2 separate regions of the Canis lupus genome follow, and region 1 is linked to region 2. Evidence: chromatin contacts called from public Hi-C data. All regions are on one chromosome and are shown on one strand. Each heading gives the region's core, a stretch centred on a gene start, on an enhancer-like site or on the middle of the called end of the contact. The rest is flanking DNA. Distances are from core to core; before and after follow the strand shown.

Region 1 (3,686 bases), core at 107-2,606, 74 kb before region 2:
GCAGTATCTATCAAAACTTACAAAAGCACATGCCCCCTCTTAAGCAAATCCGCTTCTAAGAATTAATCCCACAGACGAACACAGTCGGGTTCATGGAAGGCCTGGCTACTCCCATGGGAGCCATATGGAGGCAATGTGTCAGGCAGGAGTTGGAAGAAGGGGGAGGTTGGAGGGTGTTTCCAAAGAAATTGCTAAGCAGGAAAAAAAGAAAGTATACTCTACTGTGGGGTAGTCTAAAATACAAGAATATATTTTCCCTTGGGAACTCTTTAAAAAAAAAAAAAGATTTTGTTTATTCACTTGACAGAACACAAGCAGGGGGAGCGGTTGAAGCAGAGTCCCTGCTGAGCGGGAAGCCTGATGTGGGGCTCGATCCCAGGACCTTGGGATCATGACCCAAGCAGAAGGCAGCCACTTAACTGAGTCACTCTGCCCCCCACCTTGGGGACTTTTTCTTTTTTTTAAGGTTATTTACAGAGAGACAGACAGACAGAGGGAGAAGCAGGCTCCATGCAGGGGGCCTGATGCAGGACTCAATCCCAGGTCTCCAGGATCACGCTCTGGGCTGAAGGTAGCGCTAAACTGCTAAGCCACAGGCGCTGCCCACCCCCTTGGGGACTTTACAGTTTTTTTCTGATTTGGATTCTTGTGAGATAGATAGATTCATAGCAGCCGATTGTCACAAGTATAAATAAGTTGAGAAGAAAGGCTATCTCTGGATGGTGGGATTATAAGGGATTTTTACATTTTTATGCTTTTCTGATTTTTTCAGCCTTCTGTTTCAGAACTCAGGACATATTAAATAGTATTTTTCAAACCTCTGTGTATGATAATCCCAATTTTCTAATAAATGCACTGATATGTATAAAAGATGTATTAAAAAAAAAAAAGATGTATTAGAGGGCAGCCCCGGTGGCTCAGCAGTTTGGCACCGCCTGCAGCCCAGGGCGTGATCCTGGAGACCTGGGTTCAAATCCCACGTCGGGCTCCCTGCATGGAGCCTGCTTCTCCCTCTGCCTGTGTCTCTGCCTCTCTCTCTCTCTCATGAATAAATAAATAAAATCTTAAAAAAAAATAAAAAAGATGTATTAGAAGGATACCAAAATGGTTAACAGTTGTCTCTGGGTTTAGATGTAACCTGTATTTTGTTTACAGTTTCCTGTGTCTCAGATTTTCTGGAATGCGTCTGTATTCATTTTATAATCAGAAAAACATCAAGTTCAGGCTGTAGAGTAGTAATGCAGTAGCTCGATCTGCCTCACGGGATCATTGCCAGCCCCAAGCAGGCTAGGCTCCCCGGGGTCCTGAGCTCCCGTGGGGAGGGAGCGGGGGTGCTGAGAGGCGCCGCTAGGGTGCAGCATTGCCTGCAAGATCGAGCGCTGAGCCTCCCGTCACCCCCAGCCTACCGCAGGCGTCCCGGGGCAGCCCAGGGCAGGCAGCCGGAGATCAGGGAGACCGTGGATCTCTGCATTTCCGAGACCACCTCAGGAAGAGTGTAGAAAAACCTGGGGGAAGGACGATCTCTCCAGCTGCTGGACAGATAGCCTGCTTTGGCACCCAACAGGCAGGAATGGATTCAGCCATTGAAACACCTGACCCCGGCGGGCGGGGTGGAGCAAAAAGCAAAACAATGAGTGACCCAGTCCATACCCTCAAGGCCATAAGGACTGTGACACAGCCGGTGACCCCAGGATGATGAACCCTGAACCCAGCTGGGGGAGGCGAGCTGGAAATCAAGGAGGACTTTAGGGAGCGGCACATCAGCAAGAGGAGTAGGAAGTACTGAAGGGGAGGGGAGAGAGGGCAGGAAGAAACCAGTGCTTCTGGTTGGAAGGAACAGTCAGGGGAGGACCTGGAGACCCGAGAAAGTGTGGCTAAGTATTGTGTGCAAGGGAGGGAGCTTTCAGAAAGATGCCCCCAGGTGTCGGGGGCCAGGTGTTCAGTGCCCAGAGAAGGAGCACGTGGTCTTCAACCTGAAGCCCCGGCTCGTTCCAAAGGGTTCTGTGCAGGGCAGGAGGAGTAGTCAAATCCTAGCTCTGCCACGTACTATTTCCATGATAATGCGAAAAGCCAGTTCCCCTCTCTGAGCCTCAGTTTTCTCATCTGTAAAATGGAGATAGTAAAATCCACTTTATGGTCTTGTGAAGCTTAAAAGGGGTAGGTGGAGAACCCGAAGTCATGACTTTCCTTCCCTGTCTTTTTACTTTACTGCTATTTGGGGGGGCAGCCCGGGTGGCTCAGCAGTTTAGCGACGCCTTTCACCCAGGGTGTGATCCTGGAGTCCCGGGATCGAGTCCCACATTGGGCTCCCTGCATGGAGCCTGCTTCTCCCTCTGCCTGTGTCTCTGCCTCTCTCTCTCTCTCTCATGAATAAATAAGTAAAATCTTTAAAAAAAAATTTTTTTAAATACTGCTATTTGGGCAATAGTATTCAAATGGAAAAATCAGACAAACAGGCCATTCCTAGTTTGTCCATGGTGTCAGCTTGGCAAACATTAGTAGTCCAGGGGAGTCATCCCGGCTAGCTTCTAGGGGCCAGGAAATCATTTTATCATGTGTGATTGCAATCAAGAACATGTTCTGCCCTCGGTCCCATTTATAATGAAAACTTATTTTAATCATGTGCAATCTCCAGGAAAGATGGTAACACAAGGAACAGTTTAAAAAAAAATAATAAAAAGCTAAAAAGCTTATCTCTATAAGACCGTCTACTCTATTGAAATGTTAAAGGACACAACCTCCTAACACAGACTGAATACTAAATGTGGCTTTAGAATGCAGGGGTGAGGCGCCAGGACCCCATCACCACCACCACTCCACCATCCCACCCCCCCGCCCAGAGCCTTGTCAGGACAACGTTGTGGGGTGAGTGCAGATGCTGACAGAGGCAGGAAGCACAGAAGCACAGCAGATGACGTCTTCCTCTGGCCAGGGCTCCTCACCAGAAGAATGAGTCCCACTGATATCTATTGATAATCAATTGATAATACCCTAATGAAGAGAAAGAGAAGCTGGAACCAGATCCCACTTCCCGGGTGAACTTCCAGCTTTGCGAGGGCAAAATCTGGACAGTGGAGGAAAAAGGGCATCCCAAGCTGCTAGGTAGAGCCTGACAGTAAAAAGTAGAGGGAGGAAGAGGAGGCAGAGGATAGAAAAGTGTGGAGCATCTCTAAGTCACGAGTGGAGAGTGGGGAAAGAGGGTTTGGGGGGCAGGGGGCAGAGAGGGGCAGCTATGGGGAAATGCATCCTTAAAAGTCAGCTAGGTGTTAAGAGGGCATCCCATTTGAGTAGGGTTTCTCGCTCCTGATTTCACTCCAGAATCACCTGAAGAGCATTTCCCAATTCCTATTGCTCAGGCATCACCCAGACCAATTCCATCAGCACCTGGATGGCCTGGGGACTGGCATTTTAAGCTCCCCAAGTCATTGTGAGGTGCAACCAGGTATTGAGAACTGCTGTTCTGAAGATTGATGAATACTTTCAAATAATTTAATGATTTTGGGGGTGCTGGCTGGGTTTTTTAATGTACTACGGTGTATGAATATCCCACACTGAGCTAACACTATGGATACATGTTACCATCCAAATCCACTTAACCACCAGTGAGCTCCCATTTACAGAGACGGCTAACATTCATTGAGCAGTTATTTTGCCTTTCACCACCTCAATCTCACAACACCCTGTGA
Region 2 (3,657 bases), core at 1,125-3,624:
TGGGCCAAATTGTTGAAAATTTGAAAATTTGTCACAGCTAAGAAGTGCTGACACCAGCTTGACTGGACCTCTGACTCAGCGAAGAGCACCGAGGGGCCACGATTATCCTGCAACATCAAGTGACTCCACAGATCCAAATGGCCTACAACAAATTTCTCTCTCAATCACATTACATGTCTACTGGGAGCTGGGTGGGGGTTCTGGGACTTCACTCTGGCACCCAGTGTGATCTACTAGCCTGTCCCTGAACATTGCCTGAATAGAGCCAGTCAGTTTCATGACAGAAGACACTTGCTGTCCCAGACCCTCCTGCATAGAAATGACACAAATCATCTTCACCAATACATCAGTGGCTAAACAGGTCACAGTCATAGCATCCTTTCTCTGGGAGGGGCACTGAATATGAGTGTACAGTAATCTCACCCACATAGAGCCAATTTCCCTTTTCAGATCCTTAAAACAAAAAAATCCTTTACAGAGTCCAAATCTGTCTCATTCTATTTCTACCATTGGTCCAAGTGCTGGTGTCTCATCTGCTTCCTCAGAGAGCCCTTCATAGAGACAGAGGTTGCTAGAGTCTTTTCTTCTCCAGGATACACACTCCAGCCTTTCCAGCCACCCAGCCCCCAAACCTGCCACAGCTTCCATTGCTCACAAGATCAAGTCCAAACCCCCATCCCTGAGGTATCCCAAAAGCCTCCCTGCTGCCATATGATTTCTGCTGTCTGGCCTACCAGGCAGTGCTCCCTGAATGCCCGAGGTTAGCTGACGCTCTGCATCTGTCTCCCTGCTGTTTCCTCCAGCTCTGTGGCCCTCACCTCTTTTCCACTCCTATCACAAGACAATCTTTATTCCCCTGGCAGGGTCAATCTACTTTTCTTTTTTCTAAATATTTTCATTATAGTATTTATTTCATTCACTTATCCAACCGACATTTATTGGGCATTTATTAATATGTGCCGGCTACTGTTACAGGCTCTGGGGAGACACAGGGAACCATACAAACAAGGTTCCCACTCCTCCACCGGCTACGTTCTGGTGAGATAAAGCAGACAATAAGCATTAAAACAAAATAATTCTAGATACTGATGAGTGTTTTCATCAGAATAAAAAGGGATGATGTGAAACGCACTGCAGTGAGGGAGTAACTGCTTTAAGTAAGATGATCAGGCCTTGTGGCCTCTCTGACGTGTGAGGTGCCAGGAAGATGTGGGGGAAGAACAACCTCAGAAGAAGGAACTGCCAATGCAAATGGTCTGTGGTATGGCCCAGCACAGCCCATTCTGGGCATGAGTAGGAAGTGACTATAGCTGAGGCACGTGGAGTGAGGCAGAATGTGGTGAGACATGAGACCAGAGAGGTAAGCCAGATCATGTTGGCTGTGATAGCAAGCTTGGATTTTGATTCTAACTACAACAGGAAGTCATGGGAGGGTTTTGAGCAGGGAGTACAGAGGCTTGATCTGATTTACACTTTTTAAGAGATGACCTATGCAGCTTTGTAAATTGTAGGTGAGCAAACATGGAATCTAGCAAGAGCTTGGAGGCTCTTGCTGTCATTCCAAGATGACTTGGATGCTTGGCCTACCACACCGCCCTGCAGAAACTGTGACCTCAGAGCTCCAGAGGGCTGTGGCTTTAGTCTGCATCTCAGCCTGGGAGACACAGGGCCAGGCCCATAGTGACAGAATGGCCTAGGGTGATATGTCAATCATCATTAGCACACCTCGGACATGTATGCTCAGCTGAGCCAGCATCTTTTTGCTCTCTTTTGCCAAGCTTCTATGAAAACTTCCTTCTTTGTATCAGGCTCCCCAAGCAATTAGGGGCAGCCTGTGTGACCACCTGCTTCTCCTGTCCAGGCCTAGCACAGCCCATGGCCATCCTGCGCACCCAGGTTACCTCTATCCATGTCCGCATGGTTAGCACAGCAGCCTTGACATCTTGACATTTAAGGGTTTTCCCATCTGAGAGCCTCTGTTTTCATACCCAAAAGCCCCTTTCCTAAGACCCTCTTCTCTACCTCTTCTCTTCCTCCATCCCTTCTTCCAACTAGAACAAACCCAGTTTGGGGTTTTCTGAAGTTCCATTGATCTCAGAATTATCCAGGCTTTTTCCCAGAAACGAGTGCTTTCTCTCCTGTAGCCTGATTCCAGGTGGCAGAGTGCTGGGCACCCACTGCTGAGTGGTGCCACCTGATTCCTGGGCCACAGCTGGGGGTGCCCTTCCACTGCTACCATCTCACAACTGCATCTGGGTCCCAGCCAGGGCTGAGGAGAGTGGGGGAGTGGTTGCATGTGAGGGGGGGAATGAAGGGAAGAGGGGTAGTGTGACAGAAAGAAAGACGAAGGGGGACACGTCAGAGCCAGAGAGAGAGGGAAGGAAAGAAGGTCTGGGAGAAAGTAGGGGAGCGTGGGGGAGAGGGCCTGCGGGGAGGGAGCAAAGCCGTGTGCTGTGCACGGAGGCGGCAGGGGAGAGGGAGAGAAAGCGGGGAGCAGGGAGCCCGGGAGGGGCCGGGGAGGGTGGGCGGGAGCGGCTGCGAGCGAGGAGGAGCGAGTTGGGGGCGGAGACGAGGAAGTGGGCGCCGGGCGCGGGGCGCGGGCGGGCGGGGCGCTCGCTCCATCCCTGCCCGGAGCGGAGCCGGCGCGGGCGCTGGACGCCGGGAGCCTGGAGCCGAAGCCGGAGCCGCCCCGCGCGGCGCTCAAGGTAACGCGGCCGCCGAGCCTCCCCGCGGGGCCTCGGCTGGGGGGGGGGGGTCCCCGCCGCCGCCGCCGTGACCCTAACCCCGAGTGCGAGCTCGGCCCCGCCGCGGCTCGCGGACTGTGCCTGACCTTGGACGATTCTCTCCGCCTGCGAGCCTCAGTTTCCTTCTCTGTGACCCGCGGGGGCCGTGCGCGCGCCAAGGGGGCGCTGCAAGGACGGAGGCAGCCCCGGGTCACAGCCGGGCTCGGGGCGCGGGGTCCGTGGGTTGTCCCCTCTGCCCGCGTGGGGGTGGATTTGGGAAGTCCGCTCGCGCCGGAGAGGTCCCTGCTTTGGCCGCGGCCCCAGGGCGATGGCATTTTCTCGGGGCGTTGTGTCTGCGGGAGCACGGAACGACATTCTGCTTAAGGAAAGCCAGGAGAAGGCTGGGGGTGGGCAGGAAGGGGCTCTGAGCTCCTCGGGAGCCGAGGCACTTGGCCTTCGTCCTCCTGGGCTGCTGGCCTCTGCCCAGTAGCAAGGTCGGGGCAGGGCTTGCCTGGACCCATTTGGGTCTGGGATGAGCTGGGCACGTGGCCTTGGCTAGGAATCCCGGTTCGCTGATTGAAACACCTGCAGTTGACCTTGACCATGTGAACCTCAGTTTCCAACTCTGCAAAGAGGGGTGGGTATGCTGACGGCCCCTTTGAGAAGGCTATGAGGTTAAGAAGATGGGGCAGCAAAGTACCCGCCGGTTGTGGTGTCCCTCCAGGGCAGCCCTCATACCCTAAACTTCAATGGCCAGAGTCCCGGTTCTGGTTCCCTGCTGGGAACTCATTTTTACGTGGCAGGTCATTTCTGGTCTCCTTTGCCAGAGGTGGCCAGTGGCCCAGTTGGGCATGAAGCAGGGTGCAGGGAAGGGGGGTGGGGGGCAGGTGCCCCTTCCACTCCAGACACACATCCTGATGGTTCTCTGAGACAT

Evidence for each region. A called contact is a pair of places that touch in the nucleus more often than the background predicts.
Region 1: a contact with region 2 is called in a Hi-C map of blood, with 2.0 times the contacts expected there. The contact joins two enhancer-like sites. A contact is called at or near these places in 2 of 9 Hi-C or Micro-C datasets (blood and skin fibroblasts).

What each region holds. Positions count from the first base shown.
Region 1 is chr4:38,367,116-38,370,801 of UU_Cfam_GSD_1.0, reverse strand. No RefSeq gene overlaps it. Among named protein-coding and RNA genes, the nearest start is that of SFXN1, 45 kb to the left of the region's middle. Within about 2 kb of position 1,356, at least 6 of the 20 cell types and tissues checked have an H3K27ac peak or open chromatin away from gene starts, as enhancers often do.
Region 2 is chr4:38,294,083-38,297,739 of UU_Cfam_GSD_1.0, reverse strand. No RefSeq gene overlaps it. Among named protein-coding and RNA genes, the nearest start is that of HRH2, 22 kb to the right of the region's middle. Within about 2 kb of position 2,374, at least 5 of the 20 cell types and tissues checked have an H3K27ac peak or open chromatin away from gene starts, as enhancers often do.